Linked DNA regions of Sus scrofa: region 2 is linked to region 1. Evidence: chromatin contacts called from public HiChIP or PLAC-seq data. All regions are on one chromosome and are shown on one strand. Each heading gives the region's core, a stretch centred on a gene start, on an enhancer-like site or on the middle of the called end of the contact. The rest is flanking DNA. Distances are from core to core; before and after follow the strand shown.

Region 1 (4,654 bases), core at 2,001-4,500:
ACTGGGGTGTCGTTAAAAAAAATACAGGCCCCCCCCCAAACAGGGGTGCCTGGGGGGAACTTGGTCTGTTTCAACCCAAGAGGAATCAGAAGATCAAAAGCGGTTTGGGAAGGCCAGAACCGTCAGGGGTGGTGGGAGGAGGGGGAAGGTCCAGGGGGTTGGGGGGGGCTGTTTGGCAAGTGGGGTGAAGGGATTGCCCTCCCCCTGCTGGGATCCCCCCAGCCCCTCCGGTCTGGCAGGAAGGGGGCAGCCTGCAACCCCCGTGGGCAGGTCTGGGGCTGCCAGATGCTCCAGGCAGGGGGCTGGAGGGGGCTCACAAAGGCTTGCCCTCCAGGGAGATGACGGCGCTGCCCCCCAGCTTCTCTGCCAGGGTGCAGCGGTCCTTGACCTCCTCGTAGCAGTTCGCTTGTAATTCATGCTTGATCCCTGTGGGGCAGAAGGGGGGACATCTGTGAGGAACAAGGGCGGGGGTGGGTGGGGGGTGCTGCAGCTGAGAAGGAGCTGGTCAGAACAGATGGAGGAGACCAGGCTGCCTTCCAGCAGGCAGGGAAGGAGAGGGGGGGACCGCCACCACGCCCGGGCAGCCAAGGCCTGGGTGGAAAGCGTGTGTGGCACCAGTGATGCTGGCCCTCACCTGTCAGCTTCTTCTTGATGGCGTCCTTGGAGCTGGCGTAGATCATTTTGCTCTTCAGGGGTGCACACTCAGGGGCCCTGGAAAGAAAGAGAACTTCCAGCAACGCCCCCTCCTCCGCCTCTACCAAGGGCCCTCCAACAGCGAATGACTTCCAGACACGCGAAGCACTGGCGCTTTCACCAACTTCCTCCCTGACTGGCGTTTTCGCACAACGCTGTCCCTCCACACATACCCCTCGGGGTTAACCAGCAGCCAAGGGCGGCCCTCCCCAGCCTGAGAGCGCCGGGCAGGGCAGAGCCGGGGCAGGTGCCCGCAGGAGGAGCTCACCAGAAGATGAACACCAGGTCCTCCTTCTTGCTCTCCTTGGTCTCGTAGGTGGCGTCATAGAGGGCGTAGCGGCAGTCCTTGTCCGGCAGCATCTTGACAAAGGTGGCATAGGGGTCGTCTACAGTCTGGCCCACGTCACCCACGAGGATCTCCTTGCCCTCCTCCAGGATGATGTTCTTCTTGTCCTCGCTCAGGCAGAAGAGCACCGCCTTCTTGCGCTTCTTCACCTCCTCCGGTGTCGAGGACTTACGCACCTTCATGTCATTGAACACTTTGATGACCCCGTCAGAGACAGCCACACCGGAGGCCTAGAGGACGGGCCGCATGTACCTCATAAGGAAGAGGTTTCTGGGAAGTGCCCTGAAGTCCCTCCTCCGCTTTCTGGGGAGATCTGTCTAGACGCCACGGGGTGTAGTCCTTACTCCCAAGAGGTCATGAATCCCCTCCCCAAGACAAGTGTCTCTATCTCCCCACCCCAGTTCCTGTCCAAGGACCAGATGTCACACAACCCCAGAATGGCAACCGTGAGAGACACATCTGGTCAAGTAACTCAGTATCCTTCCTTCCCAGCCTGACATCCTGCAGGCTAGAGTCTGAAGACCTGCGAGCAGCAGAGCCTTGGCCCAGATGGGAGCCCAGAATTGAAAGAACCTACAGAACTGACTACTGGCTCGTTTCCTACTCACATCCTCAATCTCGGCTTTTGCCTCCTGTGCTGACTCAGAACTTCACGGAGGTGGAAGAGGACCCAGACACCCAGGCTACAGTCACTTCTGAGAACCAGGACCCCATAATGCTACATGGGACACCAGCGGTGCTCAACTGTTCTAACAAGTCCATCAGAACTGTCCCATGCGGTGACTACACAAGCTGTCCTATCCTCCGCTGGGGTCTTCCTAAACCCAAGCAAGAACCACAAACGCCTAATTAAGGCCCTACCCAACAACTCCCTGTTCCCCAGAATATATGCAGGCCCCAAAAGTCACTGATCTAAGTTAGCACTCCAAACACCTTGGCCCTTGAGAGCTCTTTAAACTTTTCTGGGTCGTGCTGGGGCCCAACCTAGCCGGGAGAGAGTGACTGTCCAAGGTAAAAACCTGCCCCCGCTCCCGGAACTGCAGAGGAAGCTGGCCACGTGATTGAGCCGCTTCCGGAGTAGGCGGAGAAGAGATCGGCTAGACTCAGACCCCTCCCCGAGAAAAACCGGTACACAGATGCAGAGACACCTCTAGACTCTCAACCCCAAGGAATCGCCTTTACCCACCAGCTTACTGGTCCCCTCCGCTGAGGGCCTGGGCACGTTACACAACCTTCGGCCCTCGAAGCCTTCGGGCTGAACAGAGGGGGCGGGGTGGTTTCCGGGCGGTGCCCGCCTGGGTCACTTCCCTAAACTCAGCTCCACCCTCAGGCCCCATCCGGGAAAGCCGACGGCCCCACTTGTCCAGGGATTCGGGCCCGGCGGCCAGGCCTGAGCGAGTGCGCACGCGCCGGCCGACAGCGCCGTTCCATCCCTCGCCGGGAGTACTCGGCGGAGAACCCAGCTCGTCTCGTGGGCTCGCTCCCGAGCGCGGCCGTGGTCGCTGCGGGGTCCGCTGCGCGGGGCAAGCCCCCAATCTCAGGCGCCTGCGCCAAAACCCGGACACCCCCGCATCCCAGCTAGCCGCGCCGCCCCCGCCCCTTGTGGGCATCCCTGCCACCTGCTCTCGAGACAGACCCGCCTGCGAGGGAGGGTGACGCGAAGACAGGAACAGCCCTTGGGTGGGGCGCGCGCGCCGAGAGCGCTCGCGCGCTTTTCCTTCGCCGCCCCCGAGCCAGGTTTGGATGCCGCGTGCTCCCAGCGCGCGCGCGCACCCGCGAACCCATTCGCTTCGGCACCGCCGCGACGCGCGACACCGGCTGCTCCGCGACGGCCGCGCACCCGCGCGCCCTGGACCCCTCCCCCACGGCCAGTGTCCGCGCGGGCGCAACAGCGGAGTGGGGGAGGGGAGGGGAGTCCAGGGGGCGCGCGAGCGACGTCCGAGCCGGCCCTCACCGGCGCCCGCGGGCGCGCACGCGCGTCCCAGCGCCGCCCGCCCCTCAGCACGAGACCCTCATCCAGCCGGGGGATCTGGGGGAGGGGGTGCCGACGTCGCTCCCCCGTTCCCTCCCGCGCACGCAGACAATCGACTCGCAGCCGCCTCCCCTCCCGCGCCGTGGCCTGCCGCTCACCATATTTCCGGAAGCGAAAAGGAGATAGCAAGGAGCCAGAAAAGACAAGAGCCGCTTCAGCTGCTGCCGGGATCCGACTGAACGCGGCCTCTCCCGGCCCCTTCCGTTTAGTATGAGCCGCACAATGAGGGGCGGGGCGGGCTTCCGGCGCTCCTCCTGAAGACCGACGGGAAATGAAGTCCGAGGCTCCTGCGCTGTCCTCGGGCCAGCTGGGTAGCAGAGTCTTTTTCATCTGACAGCGTCTGGTCGTCACGTTGCATACTGGGAAGTGTAGTCCGGGGACAGCTGAGAGGGGCGGGACTACAGCAAGGAGAGCGCGCGGGTTGGTGGAATGCCCCAGGAAACGCTCTGCACAGAGCCAAGGCCTCGGTGCTGGGTGATTTGACCTGAAAATGAGCCTCGATTTCGCGCTTCTTTATCCCGTACCGAAACGGTTTTCCTAAGGTCCATCCTGGCGTTTTTCTGGATCTCTTGGTCTAAAAATTTCCAGTGACTTGGTATTTTGCTTTTGTGAATTGAAGCAACTATTCATTGGTCTGGAATCCAGTCCTAGAGCAAGGAGAATCCCAAGTATAAGGAGACTTCAATCCAGGACACATTCATTAACCATTCTCCATACTCAAAAGACACTCTTGTCTACTGAGGAAAGGCGATGTGCAATTTCAATAAAATAAGAGAAAAAAAACACAAGGAAAGACTACAAAGAAATCTTTGAAAATAGAGCTTTGTACTAGTTTTAAAAGCATTTGGCATATTCATGAGGCAATAAAGGGAGAAGAGCAGGGATTTATGCATTCGAAGATTACCGCCTTTTACTAGGCAGTGAGCAGAGGAAACAGATTTTATTTTATTTTTGCCATTTCTTGGGCTGCTCTCACGGCATATGGAAGTTCCCAGGCTAGGGGGTCGAATCGGAGCTGTAGCTGCCAGCCTATGCCAGAGCCACAGAAAGGCGGGATCCGAGCTGCGTCTGCGACCTACAGCACAGCTCACGGCAATGCCGGATCCTCAACCCACTGAGCAAGGGCTGGGATCGAACCCGCAACCTCATGTTCCTAGTCGGATTCGTTAACCGCTGCTCCACGACGGGAACTCCAGGAAACAGATTTTAAACCAGACTTAAATCTCGTTCTCCAGTTGGTAACCAGGCATATGGTTAATTTAATACCCACAGAAATTAAAACAGAAGCTCTGTGGGAGCATAACCTTCAAAAAACAGACTAGGGTGGGGGACTCCAGGGAGATTTCATTGGCTTTCAACAAAGGCCATAGCCGCTTACTCTGCAGAAGACAGGGTCGCAAACAAGAGAATTGGGGGCATCGATCCCATATGCAGAATAAAGGCTGTAAATGAAGAGCTGGAAGCTTGGTCTTCAGCTGGGGAGCAACACCCGAGACTGGGGTATGTCGCAGAGCATGCCGGGGACTGTAGTCGGGGACGTACCGCTGCATTGCCCCCCCACCGGGAGCATCAGGTGGGGACCG
Region 2 (4,346 bases), core at 1,147-3,646, 190 kb after region 1:
CGTGCGGGAGCAGCAGGCCCAAGTGGAGAAAGAGGACTTCAGCGACATGGTGGCTGAGCATGCTGCCAAGCAGAAGGTGGGCGCTCACTCCCCGGGAGGCTGGCTATGGGAGCGCCAGGGAGCAGGGCCTCCTTTGTCAGCGCAGTGGTGTCCTCTAGTGGTGAGGGAGCGAGAGGACACACTGCCTGCTGCCCTGAGCTTCCCAGATGCTGGAAACCTTGGAGATCCTCCCTCGGGCCACCCTCTTGAAGGAAGATGCAGCTGAGGTGCAGGGAGGGAGAGGGACTCACTCGGGTTTGAGCATCCAGTCGCAGTGCTTTTTCTGCAGACCTGTGTGCTTGTGTCGGGCACCCTTGTTTGGGGAGCAGCAGGTTGTTTAACCTGTTGTAACCTGTTCCTCTTTCTCTCCTACAGCAAAAGAAACGGAAAGCTCAGCCCCAGGACAGCCGTGGGGGCAGCAAGAAATATAAGGAGTTCAAATTTTAGGTCCCCTCACACGCCCGGCCCTCCTTTAGGCCCTTTGCCGGACACCTGGGCTTCGCACATGGATACCCAAGAGCCAGCTCTCCTGTTACTCCCCAGGGCTTGTCCTTTCAGGTTCATGTTCTTATTTTAGACCTGTTTTGTAAATAAAGCTGTTTCCCAAGGAAAGAGATGAACATTTAACGCTCCTGATCCTCCTCTGTCTTCTTTTAGTGCCTTCCTGCCAAAGAATTAACAGGAGTTCCCGTCATGGCTCAGTGGTAATGAACCTGATCAGTATCCATGAGGATGCGGGTTCCATCCCTGTCCTTGCTCAGTGGGTCAAGGATCCGGCGTTGCCGTGAGCTATGGTGTAGGTCACGGATGTGGCTTGGATTCTGAGTGGCTGTGGCTGTGGCTGTAGCTGGCAGCTGTAGCTCTGATTCCACCCCTAGCCTGGGAATCGCCATATGCCATGGGTGTGGTCCTGGAAAAAAAAAAAAAAATCATTTTCTACAACAAGTTGCTCCAGTGATGACGGGGCAGGCACCGGATCAGGTGTGGCAGTTGAGACTGGTGCTGAAGCTAAATCTGAGATTGTGTGTTTTACCACTGCCTGCTTTGTAGGAAGGCTCTGGGGGAAGGACTTTTAGGTCTGGTTTGACCTTACCACTGTGTCCTTGGGGACTAAAAATAGCCAGCTTAGCGCCCTGGCTGGGCTGAGGAAGCCCAGTGGGCTCGGGAAGTAGGCCAGGTCGGGCCTTCCTGATAGACCCTGTGGCCAAGGAGGTCTAAGTCCTTACCTGGGAGAGAAGACAGCCCACAATCTAGATTTTCCTGAGCACGTGTGAGCCCCTGGGTGGTTTTGTCAGTCAGTCTCCAGGTTTTGGTGGGGGCCGGGGTAGTGGTGGGGGGACTAACATTCCCAGGTTTTAGGGCCCCTGTCCTGAGAAGTCTTTCTGACAGGCTAGACTAAATTGGAACAGTGGGTCCACCAGGCATTTGGCAAGTGCTGGTGGGAGAGAGTCACTCTGCCACTGCACCAGAGGTGTTGCGGAGCTGGAGGCTTCATGACAGTTTCAGGAGTGGGGAGTGTGGGTGACTCCGGGGAGGATGAGGCAGTTGAGCAAGGCCTTTTTAGAAATTTAGTAAGTGATGAAGCAGAAACACATTCCAAGTAAAGGAAATTGAGGGCAGAGATGGGGGCTTGGGACTCTAAATGGTTCTTTGAGGGAGGGGGACATTAGGGACAGAAAAGAAAGGGCTGGCTCCAGATGGATCAGAACTTTATAATTCACCCTTGCCAAGGCCTTTTGGACTGGGTCCTTGAGCCCCTGCCCACACTGGGGAGAAGCAGGGGGGCGGAAACTGCCCGGCACGCAGGCGGCCAGCCGGCCCCCGGGTCTCCATCGCTCCCTTGCTGGTCGTGGCGAAGAAGCCTCGGGGCTGCAGGGCCGGGGTCAGGTCGGCGGTCACTAGACGGGCTTGGGTGGGCGGCGGGTTCAGCTTCAGGTCCACAGACCCAAGGGGATGAAGCGCGCCCCCGCGGCAGCGCCCTCCCGGCCGGGGCCGCGCCCCGGAAAAGCGGGGTTTCCGCTGGCTCAGCTGCCGCCGCCAACGCCAAAAGGGCCGCGGGGTAGGGGAGAGGGGTCGGCTGGCTGCCGCCGGGCCGCGAATTCAAAAAGACGTGCCGTTTGTGGGCCCCAGCCTCCCGCCCTCCTCCAGAGGAGCGAGGGGCGCGCGCTCCTGGGCCCGCCGGGGGCGCGGGCGCGAGCGCGGCCCCGCCCCTCGGCGCTGGGTGGGGCCGGCGCGGGCCAGGGCTCCCCGCCCCCCGCCCCGGACACGCCCACCCAGTGTCTCGGCGGCGCGAGCCGCAACAGGCAGCGGCGGGCGAGCGCGAGGACCGCGCGCCGCGAGGCCCCGCGCGTGCGTGCAGCCTCTCGCTCGCGCGCTCGGGCGGGCCGAGCAGACGAGTCGAGCCCCCGCCGCCGCCGCCGCCGCCGCCGCGGGAGAAGCCTGGGCGTCCGCTCGGCGTCACCTCGATCCCCGTAACCCCCGCGCCTCCCCACCTCCGGCCGGGCCATGGCGGAACGCGGAGGGGCGGGCGGTGGTCCCGGAGGCGCCGGGGGCGGCAGCGGCCAGCGGGGCTCTGGGGTCGCCCAGTCCCCGCCGCAGCAGCCGCCGCAGCAGCAGCCAGCGCCGCAGCAGCCGACGCCCCCCAAGCTGGCCCAGGCCACCTCGTCGTCCTCGTCCACCTCGGCAGCGGCCGCCTCCTCCTCGTCCTCGTCCACCTCCACCTCCATGGCCGTCGCGGTGGCCTCGGGCTCCGCGCCCGCCGGCGGCCCGGGGCCAGGCCGCACCCCCGCCCCCGTGCAGATGAACCTGTACGCCACCTGGGAGGTGGACCGGAGCTCGTCCAGCTGCGTGCCCAGGTGAGCAGCGGGCGGGGTGGGGGGACCCGGCCCTCGGGGGCCGCCCAGCAGAGTCTGTGACAGGCCCCCCCGCCTTCTCATTCCTCCCCGTCCCATCGCCCAAGGGGACGCCCCGACCCTAGATTCCCCAGGCTGCTTGGCTGTCGGGCCTGGCTGCTGCCCAGCCTCTGGGGACGCCTCCTGCGGGGACCCCGCCCTCTGCTGGCATCCCCACCTTCTGTCTGGGGCCGGGACCACCCTCTTCCCTTCCCTGAGCCGGGCCTTGTGGACTCTCAGCTCTGGGCCTTCTCTCGTTGATCTGACCGAACCCGGCCTTCCTGACAGTCAGTTTCCCGGCGTTAAGTCACAGACTCTTCCCAGCCTCGCCAGCGCCCGTGGGTTGTACATATGTTACACAGATGTGGTACAGATCTCTAGATATTATTATTTCCCAACATACTCAGCATGTGCCAAACTCGGTTGTCACCCTCTGCCAGGTAAAGCCCATATAGGAACCCTTGGGGCTTCTAATTTGTCTTCAACACCCGGGTTTATTTGTACTTCCAATTACACACATTCTGTGCCGGTCTCTATGGTCTTGTAAAACTCTTATTTAGTGTGTCTTCAAGTGTATTTTTCATCCCTTTCTCCCCTCCAGTAACTGGTCACAAATTCTTCTAGCCCTGCAGGGCGACATAAAATTACTGCCTTGTTCCTAAATTCAGTCCATTCCTCTGTCTGTTGGAACCGTCTGGGGGACTTTCCTTCCATTGGTGAAATATGCCCGAGTTTGGGATATTTTCTGTTTCTGTACCGGCAAGGCTGTCTCTCTCCAACTCTTTGGGGACAGTGTGCAGTGTCTTACAGTTTGCCCCTTGGGTAGACACTGTGAAGCTGGTTCCACCGGGAAGCACAGGGAAGTGCCTGGAGGTGGTCTTTCTTGTCACCTCTAAACAGGGTTGGTTCTGTGGTCCTGGGGTCTGGCTGGCTCCGTGTAAGTGGGGGGGGGGGTTTAGGGAGCATTGTCTGGTTACATCGTCAACTTTTTATCCCCCCCCCTTTATTTTGAATGGTTTCATGCATGCAAAATTAACATATATCCTAAGGAAGGATATTCACACTTAAAAATTGACAAGAAGTACATCTCTATGCTTGACTCGGCTTGAGAAGGAGCACGACAGTTGTGTTGAAGCCCTTGGGGTGTCTCTTCCTGGCCACACCCCCTTGTCCCCCCCCATAAAGGTAAATATCATTCTGAATTGTGGGTCTGTCATATCCTTGTCTTTTAAAATTAAAAGATCTTTACTATATCTGTGCACCTTTAAACAATACGTTTTAGTTTTGAATGTTTTGGGAAGTTGATAGAAATGCTGGCCTACTGGATGTGTGCTGTGGCCTATTTTAGTGTGTGCGTGTGTTGTTTTTAAGTCAACACGAAGTTCGTGAGAATTGTGTGGTAGCTCGAACTGAAAT

The links. HiChIP or PLAC-seq counts read pairs in DNA pulled down with a chosen protein or histone mark.
Region 2: an H3K27ac HiChIP or PLAC-seq map of alveolar macrophages shows a contact between it and region 1. The contact joins the promoter of PACS1 here to the promoter of CFL1 in region 1. A contact is called at or near these places in 1 of 5 promoter capture datasets (fetal liver), 1 of 47 Hi-C or Micro-C datasets (embryonic fibroblasts) and 1 of 2 datasets of contacts at active chromatin or transcription factors (alveolar macrophages).

What each region holds. Positions count from the first base shown.
Region 1 is chr2:6,470,154-6,474,807 of Sscrofa11.1, reverse strand. CFL1 (cofilin 1) reads right to left here and starts at 3,250. Exons shown (of 4, transcript NM_001004043.1): 1 at 3,170-3,250; 2 at 962-1,269; 3 at 635-711; 4 at 1-426. The coding sequence starts at 3,172. The coding sequence ends at 314. It overlaps MUS81 (crossover junction endonuclease MUS81), which reads left to right and starts at 4,028. Exons shown (of 16, transcript XM_003122526.5): 1 at 4,028-4,654. It overlaps SNX32 (sorting nexin-32), which reads left to right. Exons shown (of 13, transcript XM_003122527.4): 13 at 1-20.
Region 2 is chr2:6,275,359-6,279,704 of Sscrofa11.1, reverse strand. It overlaps PACS1 (phosphofurin acidic cluster sorting protein 1), which reads left to right and starts at 2,396. Exons shown (of 25, transcript XM_021082811.1): 1 at 2,396-2,894. The coding sequence starts at 2,545. It overlaps SF3B2 (splicing factor 3B subunit 2), which reads left to right. Exons shown (of 22, transcript XM_003122505.4): 21 at 1-76; 22 at 415-666. The coding sequence ends at 486.